Regions from separate parts of the Sus scrofa genome. Here all the other regions are linked to region 1. The links are chromatin contacts, called in public promoter capture Hi-C maps. All regions are on one chromosome and are shown on one strand. The core of a region is the stretch at or near the end of the contact, and the rest is flanking DNA. Distances in the headings are between cores, read along the strand shown.

What was found. Promoter capture Hi-C pulls out the DNA fragments that hold promoters and counts their contacts.
Region 2: a contact with region 1 is called in a promoter capture Hi-C map of fetal liver, with 2.7 times the contacts expected there. The contact joins the promoter of PTGIR here to the promoter of AP2S1 in region 1. A contact is called at or near these places in 3 of 5 promoter capture datasets (fetal liver, fetal skeletal muscle and liver), 4 of 47 Hi-C or Micro-C datasets (blood, liver, skeletal muscle and 1 more) and 1 of 2 datasets of contacts at active chromatin or transcription factors (skeletal muscle).
Region 3: a promoter capture Hi-C map of liver shows a contact between it and region 1, with 3 times the contacts expected there. The contact joins the promoter of TMEM160 here to the promoter of AP2S1 in region 1. A contact is called at or near these places in 4 of 5 promoter capture datasets (fetal liver, fetal skeletal muscle and liver), 4 of 47 Hi-C or Micro-C datasets (embryonic fibroblasts, heart right ventricle and liver) and 2 of 2 datasets of contacts at active chromatin or transcription factors (alveolar macrophages and skeletal muscle).
Region 4: a contact with region 1 is called in a promoter capture Hi-C map of skeletal muscle, with 5 times the contacts expected there. The contact joins the promoter of DACT3 here to the promoter of AP2S1 in region 1. A contact is called at or near these places in 2 of 5 promoter capture datasets (fetal liver and skeletal muscle) and 7 of 47 Hi-C or Micro-C datasets (embryonic fibroblasts, fetal heart ventricle, liver and 3 more).

Annotation. Positions count from the first base shown.
Region 1 is chr6:52,701,782-52,704,647 of Sscrofa11.1, forward strand. It overlaps AP2S1 (adaptor related protein complex 2 sigma 1 subunit), which reads right to left and starts at 1,417. Exons shown (of 4, transcript NM_001244453.1): 1 at 1,261-1,417. The coding sequence starts at 1,263.
Region 2 is chr6:52,525,933-52,528,798 of Sscrofa11.1, forward strand. PTGIR (prostacyclin receptor) reads right to left here and starts at 1,406. Exons shown (of 2, transcript XM_003355952.4): 1 at 447-1,406. The coding sequence starts at 1,214.
Region 3 is chr6:52,875,826-52,878,691 of Sscrofa11.1, forward strand. It overlaps TMEM160 (transmembrane protein 160), which reads right to left and starts at 1,436. Exons shown (of 3, transcript XM_003127241.5): 1 at 1,121-1,436. The coding sequence starts at 1,328.
Region 4 is chr6:52,552,854-52,555,719 of Sscrofa11.1, forward strand. DACT3 (dapper homolog 3) reads right to left here and starts at 1,405. Exons shown (of 4, transcript XM_003355955.4): 1 at 816-1,405. The coding sequence starts at 1,229.

The DNA of each region.
Region 1 (2,866 bases), core at 167-2,666:
TCATTCTCCACACACCATTCCTCCTTCCCCAACCAATCAAGCTGGATGGGAACAGGATATTATGGTCTCCTTTCAAGAACACTGTCTGCTGAGCCAGGGAAAACCACTTCCTAGCAAGGCAGGGGTCCTGGGAGACAGGGAGAGGGCACGGGGTGGAGGTGGGGGTACCCACACCAGGCAGCCACTGCCTGGGGCAGAGCCAGAGAAATATGGGGCACACTGAGGGCAGAGATAAAAGCAAGCCTGAAAAGCTGAGGGAGAGCTCTGCCTCTGACCCCCCCCCCAGTTCCCTCATGCACCTCTTCCTGTTTCTCCTCCCAATTAGAGTCTCCCCACTTCAGGGAATCCACCCTCAGAAGCCCTTTCCCTCCTGCACCCTCAACCCTCGGATGTCCCCGCTCTATGTCCCCCAACCTACTGTCTCCAAGCCCTTACCCTAGAGCTGTCCCCTTTCGACTTCCTCTTTCTCGGTTTCAATGCCCTCTGTCAGGTCTCCCCATCTCTGGGGAGGGGTACCAAATCCAGTGGCTTGTCCTTGCCCCCAAAGCCTCATCCCCATCTCTCGCACTCCTGTGCCTATTACCTACCCTCCGTGACCTCTTCCACTGCTCCCCACACATCTCTAGTATCCACTCCCTACGCCAAGCCTTCTCCCTTTTCTAGCACGCTTTCCCTAACTCTAAAGCCCCATTCCCTACAGTTGCCTACTTCCCGTTTCCAGTGTCCAGTCTCTTCCTCTTGAAATTCTGTCTCCTTCATCAGCAGTATCCCGCCCAGTTCCAACACCCCCTCTCCGTCTGCAGTGTCAGCTTCCTGCCTCTAGAGACCCCCGTCTCTCCCAGCCGAAGGTCTTCCATCCTTCTCCAACTATCCGGTCACACTCCCAGAGAGCTCTCTTCTTGGGATGCCCCCTCGCCACCTCCAATTCCTTCTCCCCACCTCGGAGATCCTTCTTCGTGAGTTGCCTGCCAGTTTCAAAACCCTTCAGCCACCTCCAATGTCCCCTCCCGCACAGACCCCTCCTCTTGTCATCCGGTCTCCAAAGCCCCCTAGCCTTGAGAGCCCCGTTACACTCTGGCGTCCAGAACCGCCGCCCAGTCCCCTTCCCCGGCCTTTGGTCGGCCCCAATCTCGAGAGCCCCCGCCTGGCCCAGACCATTGCACCGCGGCCGGGGGGGCTTGTCAGTATCCCACCGCGCCTCGAGTACCTGCACATGGACCCACCCTCTGCCCATCCCCAGTATGGGCGCGCCCCCGTTACCATGGCGACCCCCGTCCGACCCCAGCTTCTGGGAGGCCCCGGTCCCACGGCTTCTGGGAGGCTCGGGCTTTGGCGGCTGTTGGGGCACCCGGGGCTAGAGCGGACTTCCGGCAGAAGAACTCGCCCGCCCTCTCTCGCGCACAGCCGGCTGGGAATTGTAGTCCGAAGAAATGGGGTCGTTCGTCTGAGCGGCACGCCAGAGAAATGGGCCTGTCCCGCGTCCCAGCATGCTACGCGACTATCCTTTTCCTCGCGCAAGGTTCGGTCTCCAAATGCATTCTGGGAGCCGTGGGTGAATGTCTCCTGGCAGGACTACAATTCCCGAAATGCTGGACAGCCAGCAAGGCAAGGGTTGCACTCTAGGAAATGTAGTTCGGACAGCCTTCCTTCTCCCTCCCACCGCCCCCCCAACAAGGCAAGAAGGACGTACTGGGAATAGCTGTTTTAGCAGAACACTGTAAATTAATTGTATTTTAATAACAAACAAATAAATTAAAAATCAATCAATAAGAAACTACGTTGGGGGAGCATGGTCACCCAGTACTTTGTTTAGAATATGTTAAGCGACTTATGTGGGACAGTGGCTTAAGCGCATGAATTTGGAAGCCAGAACTGTATGCAAATCGTGCCTTTATTTCCTAGCTGTGTGACTCTGGGCCAGCAACTTCACCTCTTAACTCAACTTCTTTAACTGTAAAAGACGGTTGATCAAGGGGTCACCTCAGTAGAGTTGTTTTAAAGCATCCGTAAGTTTCCAAAGTACTTAGCCCAGTGCTGGACATATAGTATGTGTTATGTGTTTGTTTGTTTGTTAGGGCCACACCCTCCGTGTGTGGAAGTTTCCAGGCTAAGGGTTGAATAGTAGCTGCAGCTGCTGCCTGTGTCAGAGCCACAGCAACATAGGATCTCAGTCACATCTGCAACCTATACCACAGCTCACAGCCACTCCAGATCCTTAACCCACTGAGAAAGGCCAGGGACTGAACCCACATCCTCATGGATACTAGTCAGGTTCCTTACCACTGAGCCACAATGGGAATTGCCTTCCCCCATTTCTTTGATCGCTGACCTCTTTTCTTCCTTTGGCTTAAACATCACCTCCGCAGTCCTATATGGGGGAACCCAACATACGAAGTTCCCCTCTTCGACCCCCCACATTCTCTAGGTCAGCAGTTAGATTTCTTTAAAGCCTTTTTACAGCTGTTAATGATTTTATTTGGGGTGTGTGTCTCTGTGTGTGTGTTGCCTCCGTTGAGGGCAGGGAACCTGTTAACAATCTACATCCCCTAGAACATGGTGGCACATAGTAAGCATTCAGTAAAGGGATGGATACTGAGGGGAGACTTGCTCTAAGAAAGCAAGGTAAATTAGGAGTTCCGTCGTGGTTCAGAGGTAACAAACCCAACTAGTATCCATGAGGACGCAGGTTTGATCCCTAGCCTCGTTCAGTGGATTAAGGATCCTGCCATGAGCTGTGGTGTAGGTGGCAGACGAGGCTCGGATCTGGTGTTGCTGTGGCTGTGGTGTAGGCCAGAAGCTGCAGCTCTGATTCAACCCCTAGCCTGGGATCCTCCATATGCCGCGGGTGCGGCCCTAGAAAATACAA
Region 2 (2,866 bases), core at 156-2,655, 180 kb before region 1:
TCTGTGAAAACGGTGACAGGGCAGGGACAAGGACGTCATCCCACTTCTTGCTAAGTGCTTGTGGAAAATGTGATGAAGATCATTTTGGAGATTATCTGAGAAAGGATTTCTAAACCCTGAGCAGAGGGTGTACAGAGAGCAAGCACTCAATGCCTGGCGGGTCTTATTATCAGGCAGGGGCAGGGGAAGGCTCCTGGGGGTGAAATTGGCAGGGGTGGGGGCTAGAGATGGAGAAGGGGCGACAGGGTCAGGAGGAGTGAAATGGGGCAGAAGCAAATGGGGAAAGACTTCTCCTGGGAGTGGGGAGTTGCTTGACCGTGGCCACAGCCTCTGACCTCTCTGAGGCTCAGTCTCCAGATCCATGAAATGGGCTCAGCCCCTGGAGGCTAAAGCCGGCTGCTGCCCTCCTCCCCCCCCCCCCCCCCCCCCGCCGCAGGGGCACTCACCATGAGGGGCAGGGAGCACACAGTCATGATGCCAGTCATGAGGGCCAGCAGGATCAGGTGGTCCACCTCGTCCTCACCTGCCCGGGGGCTGGGGACCAGCGAGCCCTGGTGGCGTCTCTGCTGTCGGTACATGCGGCAGAGGCTGAGGGTGACTGAGCCGTTGCAGAGGACGATGGCGGCCACCAGCAGGGCCATGAGGCTGGCGTAGGCCAGCGAGAAGGCGCAGCCACCCAGCTCGGCCGAGCGCAGACGGATGAAGCACCAGCTGCCCGGGCAGTACTGCTGGTGTTGGCCCAGGCCCAGCAGGGGCAGCGCGCAGAAGGCCGTGCAGAAGGCGTAGATGGCAGGCAGCGCCAGGCGGGCGCGACGCGGCCCGTCCAGCTGGGCGTAGAGGTAGGGGTGGCTGAGCGCCAGGCAGCGCTCCACGGCCATCGCGAAGAGGATGAGCGTGGAGGCCAGCCCGAAGAAGGTCATGGCGAAGGCGAAGGCGTCGCACAGCGCCGGGCGGCCCCGGGCCAGGCCCAGCAGCGAGCTGTTGCGGGCGTAGGCCGCGAACACGGCGGGGCTCAGGAAGCACGTGCCCAGCAGGTCGGTGACGGCCAGCCCGGTGACCAGGACGGCGAAGGCCGAGGGCCGTGACCGCCGCCGCGCCCCCAGGATGCCCAGGGCCAGCCCGTTGCCCACCACGCCCGCCACGAACATCAGGGTGCTGGTGGCCGGGCCCACCGAGTCCCGCACGTACGTGAGGTTCCGGCAAGAATCGGCCATCCCCCGCCTCGCCGCGGGCGACCGCCGGGCTGGAGGGGTCCCCGGGGGTGGGAGATGGGGTGGGAGGGGGAGGCCGGGTCCGCCCCTGCGACGCCCAACCCCGCCGGCGCTCCCTGTGGTCCCCGCTGCAGCTGGAGGGAGTGGGCTCAGGTCCCCGTCGACCCGCGGCAGGTCCTGCTGGGCGTCAATTTCTGTCTATTTCTCTCCCCTCTTTCTTTCCTTCTGCCTCGGTCTCCAGGTCCAGTCCTCTCCTCGCCAAGCCCCTAGCGCGTTCTTTCTCCGTCTCCGTCTCTTGCTGTCGCTCCGTCTCTGTCTCCTTCCTGGTCCCTGGACAGCTCTCGCTCCCGGTCTCGGCTTTGACCTCTCCCAGCCCCTCCCCACCGCACCTCTGCAGCCTCCCAGTCCCTCCTCTGTCCCCTTGCTGCTTCTCCTGGGTGTCTCTCGCTGGGTCCAACGCCGAGTGTCAACTTCTCCCTCCTTCCCTCTCTCCTCCCTCCCTCCCCGGCTTGCTCGCTCACCCCGGCTTTTTCATTTCCTCTCTCTGCCCCGCCTCCCCTCCCCTGCTTTCTCCAGCGGCCCCTGGGCTCCCTCCCGCCTTTCCCTGGCGGCTCCCTCCATCCCCCCCTGCCCAGGACAGGCCTCTGCCTCTCCTCCCTGTGTCCTCTCCCCCGGCCCACATCACTGAGCCACCTGCCGTCTCCCCACACTCAGGTCTCTGCCACCCTGTCCCTTCCCAGCATCGCTCAGTGGACCTGGGTTAGGGATCACCTGAGTCATCACACCCAGTGGGGACAGGACCTGAGGGCCACAGCCGACAAGTCCTCAAGGCTGTCTGGTGTGGCCTCTGGCATCTATTCTGGGCTCAGGCTCTGGGGTTAGGACACGGCCAGGGATTGAGACATGACCGGGAAATTCCTCTCTGATGCAGTGTTTTCCAGGCACCACTGGGATTTCTGTTCCCTGGATAGACTTCACTCCTTCCACGAGGCAGGGGGAAGAGGTGGCCCAGAGAACAAAATGCCAGTCCCTGGAGTCCGTCCTGGGGCTCCCAGCTTGCACACTCAGCCACCCCACAGAGCCTTGGGGGGCGCCGGACTTGTCATCCACTGATAAGGGACAGGTCTGCCCCAGGATTTCCACTGCTCTCAGGCATCAAAGGGGGACACACCCCCCACCTCTCACCCCAGCACTCCCAGGCCCCAGGCCAAGCTCTGGTGACCTTGACTTCAAGGAATATTTTAGCCACAGACAGCCGTCCAGGGCTCCAACTCCGCTGTTCCTCCATTTCTCCCACCCCACCCCAAACACATGGCCAGCCGCACAGCCACCACCCTCCAGCCAGTGTAGTCAGCCTGGGTGTCCCCCTGCCAGCACAGTGATCACCATCACTGTTGCCACTGAACCTCATGGCTTCCCCTGCAGCCTCCCCGCCCATGAGGGCCAGGTGGGAGCTCAAGGACCCTCTCAGACACCCCTGATTTTTCAGGGAGGCAGTTTAAGCGCAGAGAGTACGCATTCAAGATCTCACGCCAGTTTCACTACCTGCCTGCTCTCTGATGGTCCCCGGCCAGGACGGGAAGCCCGTGGACCTCAGTTTCCTCATCCGTGCAATGGGGTAACACCGGCTTCATAAGCCTGGTGGCTGACCATGG
Region 3 (2,866 bases), core at 186-2,685, 170 kb after region 1:
GGCGGGGGGGGGGGGGGGGAATGGGAGGAAATCAGCAAGGGCCCACACCCTGCCCCTGCCCCTCCCTGACCAACCAGACAGAGGGGCTCCTCTTCATCCCACCGACCCGACCCCAAATCCCCACCTCTTCCTGACAGCCCCCAATCTAAGAACCCCCAAAACCCTCACTGAGCCCCTCTCCCACCCAACTTGGCAACATCAAAGATTCAAGACAGTCTGCAGAATCTGGAGGGGGATCTAGGACCAAAACTGCAGAACCTAAATCTGGGGACGGGAAGATTCCAAGAGGTCAGCTTGGTCAATGTCTCCCTCACATCCCCATGGCCACCCCCTCACTTCCTTCTCAAACCTTCACACCAACCGTTACCCCTCCCCGCTCCCCCAGGCCTCTCTCCAGCCTCCCCGCTCAGTTTACTAAATCCACGCTGCTATCAGGTGTGCTCTTCCTGGAGGTAATTCACATCCACTCAAGTCCCTGGTGTGGCACTAATCGGGGCTAGTCGGGTTACAGCCATCCCCACCGCTACACCTGTCCACGATCTCTAAAGCCCATCCTCTCCAACCCGGACCCCTCCACCCCCACCCAGCACCCTGCCAAATGAGGCCCCACCCCCTGCAGCCAGGAGCACCATGCCCTCCAATCAGCTCAGAGCTGCTCTTCTATTGGGTGTTCCCTCTTCCAACCCAGAACTTGCCCTCTCTTCTGTGGGGATCCACGCTCCCGCCTTATGCAGAGTGGTCGCCTCTTTAATCCGAACTGGCCTCTCCAACGAGGCCCCCCTCTTGTAGGCAACTCCCTCGCCCCTAGCCCTCTTTGAAAGCCTCCGCCATCCGGACAGGGCCGTTTGATAAGGCTGCCTGTCCTGGCCCGACAAAGCTCTCCAGTCCCTACTGAACCTCATTAACCAGACCCGCGGTCGCATCTGCAAGCCCTTCTATGCGGACAGTCTGCGCTCTTGCAGCCAGCGCTTCCCTGCTCTTACACGGAAGCCGTTCCTCCTCCTGAGCCTCTCCCTGGGCCAGGTTTCCAGCAGGGTCCCACCACCATCCGCTAGCGCGCGCGGGCAGCTCAGCTATTCGGAACCCCTACTCCCATCCGAGGCCGACCCCATCCCCAGACCTGTCTCATGAGCCTTCCGAAGGAGCCAGGCATCTGCGCGATCCAGCTCGGACACCGGGGGCGGCGAAGCCCCAGAGCGGGGGCCGTGGCCAGGGGCAAAGGACCCCCGGGCGCCCCCGCTCCGGGGCCGCGGAGGCGGCAGCAGCGCCCCCCGGAAGCGGAGTCGGGCTAGGCGGGCAGCCCGAGCCCACCACCAGCCACCTCCCATGGTTCGCACTACGGCCGCCGCGCACCGCACCGCCCATGGGCTGCCGGTAGGCTGAAGCTCACGTCACTCGAGCTTAGCGGCCTATCTATTGATTATACGCGTGCCACTCAGGCCCGGTACGCACTGCCCATTGGTCAAAATGGCGCTGATCCCGCCTCTGTCATTGTGCCGGTACTGCGCGGCCCACCTTGTTGTTGGAACTGGACTTCAAATCCCAGCGTTCATTGTGCTTGGGGAAGGCGGGTCTTCTGAAGTCGGAGGCGCGATGTCTGCCGGTACTTGTAGTCTTTGCTAAGTAACTTTAATTCTTGGGGCCAAGAAACCAAAACCAAACAATACTTGTGATGCTTAATGTAGAACCTTTGCAAAATCTCGAAGAGCCCAGAAGAGAAAGTAAAACTCAGCATTAATCCCACCAATGAGTGGTTACTGCTAATATTTTTTTTTTTTTTTTTTTTTTTTTTTTGCCAAGCCCCTGGGCATGCACAACTTCCCAGGGATCCAACCCGGGCCACAGCAATGAGAACGCAGGAGCCTCAACCCACTGAGCCACACCAGGGGATTCTGTCTTTTATCGAAAGAGATGTAAAACGTTTGTTATATGAAAAAAATTAATTTGTCAATCACTAATCAATCATGAACATTGACCTGTAGCACTGAATACTTTGCAACGGCATATTTTTTTTTTCTTTTTAGGGCCGCACCCGGGGCATATGGACGTTCCCAGGCTAGGGATGGAATGGGAGCTGCAGCCGCCGGCCCACGTCACAGCTACAGCCACAGCCACGCGGGATCCCAGCCGCGTCTGGGAACTACACCAGAGCTCACGGCAATGCCGGATCCTTAACCCACTGAGCGAAGCCAGGGCTCGAACCTGCAACCTCATGGTTCCTAGTCTGATTCATTTCCAAAGAGCTACGATAGGAACTCCAGCATATTTTTATCTATTATTTATTATTATTTTGTCTTTGCTAGGGCGGTACCCGTGGCATATGCAGGTTCCCAGGCTAGGGGTCTAATCGAAGCTGTTGCCTACGCCAGAGCCACAGCAACGCCAGATCTGAGTCGCGTCTGTGACCCACATCAGAGCTCACAGCAATGCCTTAACCCACTGAGAGAGGCCAGGGATGAACACGGAACCTCATGGTTCCTAGTCAGATTCATTAACCACTGCGTCACGACGGGAACTCCAGCATAATTTTTTTTTTTAATATTATTTAAGAGTTCCCCTTGTGGCTCATAAGTTAATGAACCCAACTAGTATCTATGAGGACGTGGGTTCGATCCCTGGACTCACTCAATGGGTTAAGGATCTGGCATTGCTGTGAGCCGTGGTGTAGGGTCACAGATGTGGCTAGGATCCTGCATTACTGTGGCTGTGGTGTAGGCCAGCAGCTGCAGCTCTGATTGGACCCCTAGCCTGGGAACCTCCATATGCCACGGGTGTGGCCCTAAAAAGACTATATATACATATATATGTATGTGTATATATATATATATGTATGAATATTTTTTTGAACACAGTACAAGATGCAAAA
Region 4 (2,866 bases), core at 155-2,654, 150 kb before region 1:
GGCGGGGGGGGAGTGCAAGAAACCCAGGAAGACGTCAGGAGAATTAAGAAATGACATAAAGGAGAAAGGTGCGACGATGCTCCTTAAGTCATTCTGGAGACCTTTGGCTTATCTTCCACCCTCAGAGCGCCCAGGGAATCTAGAAGTCAGACCCCCAGGCTGCCTCAATCTGCCACCTCCTGGGTTAACCAGAACTGGGACCAGGTAGGAAAGTGTTACCAGAGGATCAAGATCACCATGGGGTCCTAAAGGGCTGCGAGCTTCCTCTCAGCAGCAATCCCTTCCTCAGGAGGCCCGAGGATCCCCTCCCCCCACCCCGCCCCCTCCGGAGATCTCCAAGCACACTAGGACTTAGGAAGACGGAGCCCTGGTATGGAGGCTGGGAGAGGGGCGTGCTTGGATCCCGCTGTGTGACCTTGGGTGAGTCGCTGGCCCTCTCTGAGCCTCCGTTTTGTTGCTTTCTGAAATGAGAACTATCACCCCCTATCCTCCAAGCAGCAAGAGGACAACGCCTGCCTAACACTCAGCCCGGGCTTGACACATACTTGGCGCCCAGATGGATTCGCTTTGGGGAAGGGGTGTAGGGAATGGGCTTTTGCATCACACGAGGGTCCGGCGGAGGCGATGCAGTCCCCTTCCCCAGTCTGGGGGCAGGGAGGCCTGATCCCACCCGCCGCCCAGACTCTCCAGCCCCACCCCCCCTCTCTTTTCCCCCTCTTCCCTCCCCCACCCGGACGGGTGTCTGAGCATCCAACCGAGACAGAGAGACAGACACAGACGAGGGCAGAGGGACAGACGGACAGGCGGCCCCTCACCAGCTGCTCTTCCAGGGCTGCTGCAGCCCGGCGCGCCGCCGCCGCATCTTCGTCCTCGTCGGCGTCCTCCTCGTCCTCGGCCTCGGCGCCCCCCATTCCGGGCTGGGCCAGCCGCAGCGCCTGCTGCACGCGGTACTCCTGCCTCTCCCGGAGCCAGTGTAACTCGCAGAGCCCGGCCAGGCTGCCCTCCAGCCAGCCCCGCAGCCGACCCCGTTCGGGGCTCACCGGGAACGAGAAGGCCCGGATCATGGCTGCGGCCCCCCGCCCCAGCCCGGCCGGGCCCCGCGGCCACCCCTCTCCCGGTCCCACCTCCCCGCCCCAACAGCCCGCCCGCCCGCCCGCTGGCCCGGCTGTCACCGTCTCATCTGCATAGGCGCCCGTCCATTGGGCCGCCCACCCGCGCCTTATCTGCATGGCCACGCCCCCGGCGACAGAGCAACCATCGCCTATTGGCCGGTACCCTCCCTTTACGAAGATACTCGGCTGTGCACCCGCGCCCCTCAACGCAACGTATGCTCGCAGCTGCCTACTCGCTCGGCTTACCGGCCACCTCGCCTCGCCACGCCCCGCCTCTCGCCTGCCATAGGGCCCTGGCCACGCCCCCACACGTCACAATGAAACAAGTCCGCCCTTGTTCCAATGTTATTGGTCCGTATCTCCCGGGTCCCCGCAGCTGGTTCCGCCCCCTTGCGGGAGAGCTCAGGCTACCATTGGACTGTCCCGCGAGAGGGGCAGGGGTGATCTATAAATAGAGAATGGGTGCACGTGACATTTTGGCAGCAGTTCCTCTCCCTCCGCCCTTCCTAACCTTCTGCTTCTGAAGATGCGCAAGGGGGCGGAAAGGGTTAAGAATCGAGTCCAGATTTTGCCTCCCCTTCCAGGAAGCCTTCCGAGACATTCAGCTGTAAAACTAGAGGGCCAGGGCAACTTCCGACATCCTCCCATAAACTAATGCTTCTAAGCGGGGCGAGCTTCACTGGCCGGCTTAGAAAGGCCCCAAACTTGGTTTAACATTCTGCTGTTAGTTTTGGATTTTTCATTTTTTGAACAAGGGGCCCCGCATTTTCGTTTTGCTCTGGTAGCCAGTCTTACTTCTGAGAGCATGTCCCAAATTCTGGAAGTGTAAAACCATGGGTGTAATTCTATGATTCCACCCGAACAGAATCTTAGCATCTTTTGTCTCACAGATGCTGTGAGGCTTTGCGCTCACCATTTTACGATTCCAGGGGCCTTTGTTCTATGTTCTAAGAGGCTTTGTTCTCAGCCTTCTAAGATGCTCTGTTCTCAACGTTCTATGGTTCAGAAAAGTCTGAGCCTGACATTCGTTACCAAGGTTCCCTCCTCCCTTCCCTGGCTCGGCAAGCGGGGCTAGCGCCCCCTCAGGCGGCCAACCTGTGTCACTACGCCGAGTGCGAGTACCTACAACCTTGAGGATCAAGCTCCGAAGTTCATGCCCATTTCTCAGATAGACCTTGACTCCCTAACAGCCAAGGCCCAGAAAATCATGTAAGAAGCTCCCTCTTTTATGATACCCCGTGCACCAGATGACCTGGTCCTGAGCTGAAGAGGCAATTTCTGGGAGCAAAGATTCCAGAACCAAACTGCCTGGGGTGAGCCTCAGCTCTGCCACTTTCCAGCTGTGCGACCTTGGGAAACGTGCTTAGCCTTTCTGTGCCTCAGTTTCCTTAGCTATGTAATACTTCCTATCTCACAGTTGTTACGAGGACTGAGATGTCTGTCAGGTGCTTGGAGCAGTGCCTTCCATGTATAAAGTCACAGAGGGATCTGATAAATAAATAAAAAAATCATCTAGCTGGTCCCAAGGAGAAAAATGAATCTGGATTTTAGTAGAGACAAACTATTCAATCCCTTTCTTGTTTAAGACAGACCTAGACTGTCGTAAACTGCCTGAATTCACCAGCGATGGGGAGATGATCTGATTGATGAAGGGGGATATGGAGAGCTTGCTTTCAAACAAGATTTTCTTAGTAGTTAGTGTCTGGGGTGATGTCAGGATTGGTTTACATCCCTGCTGTTTGTATAAAACCAGT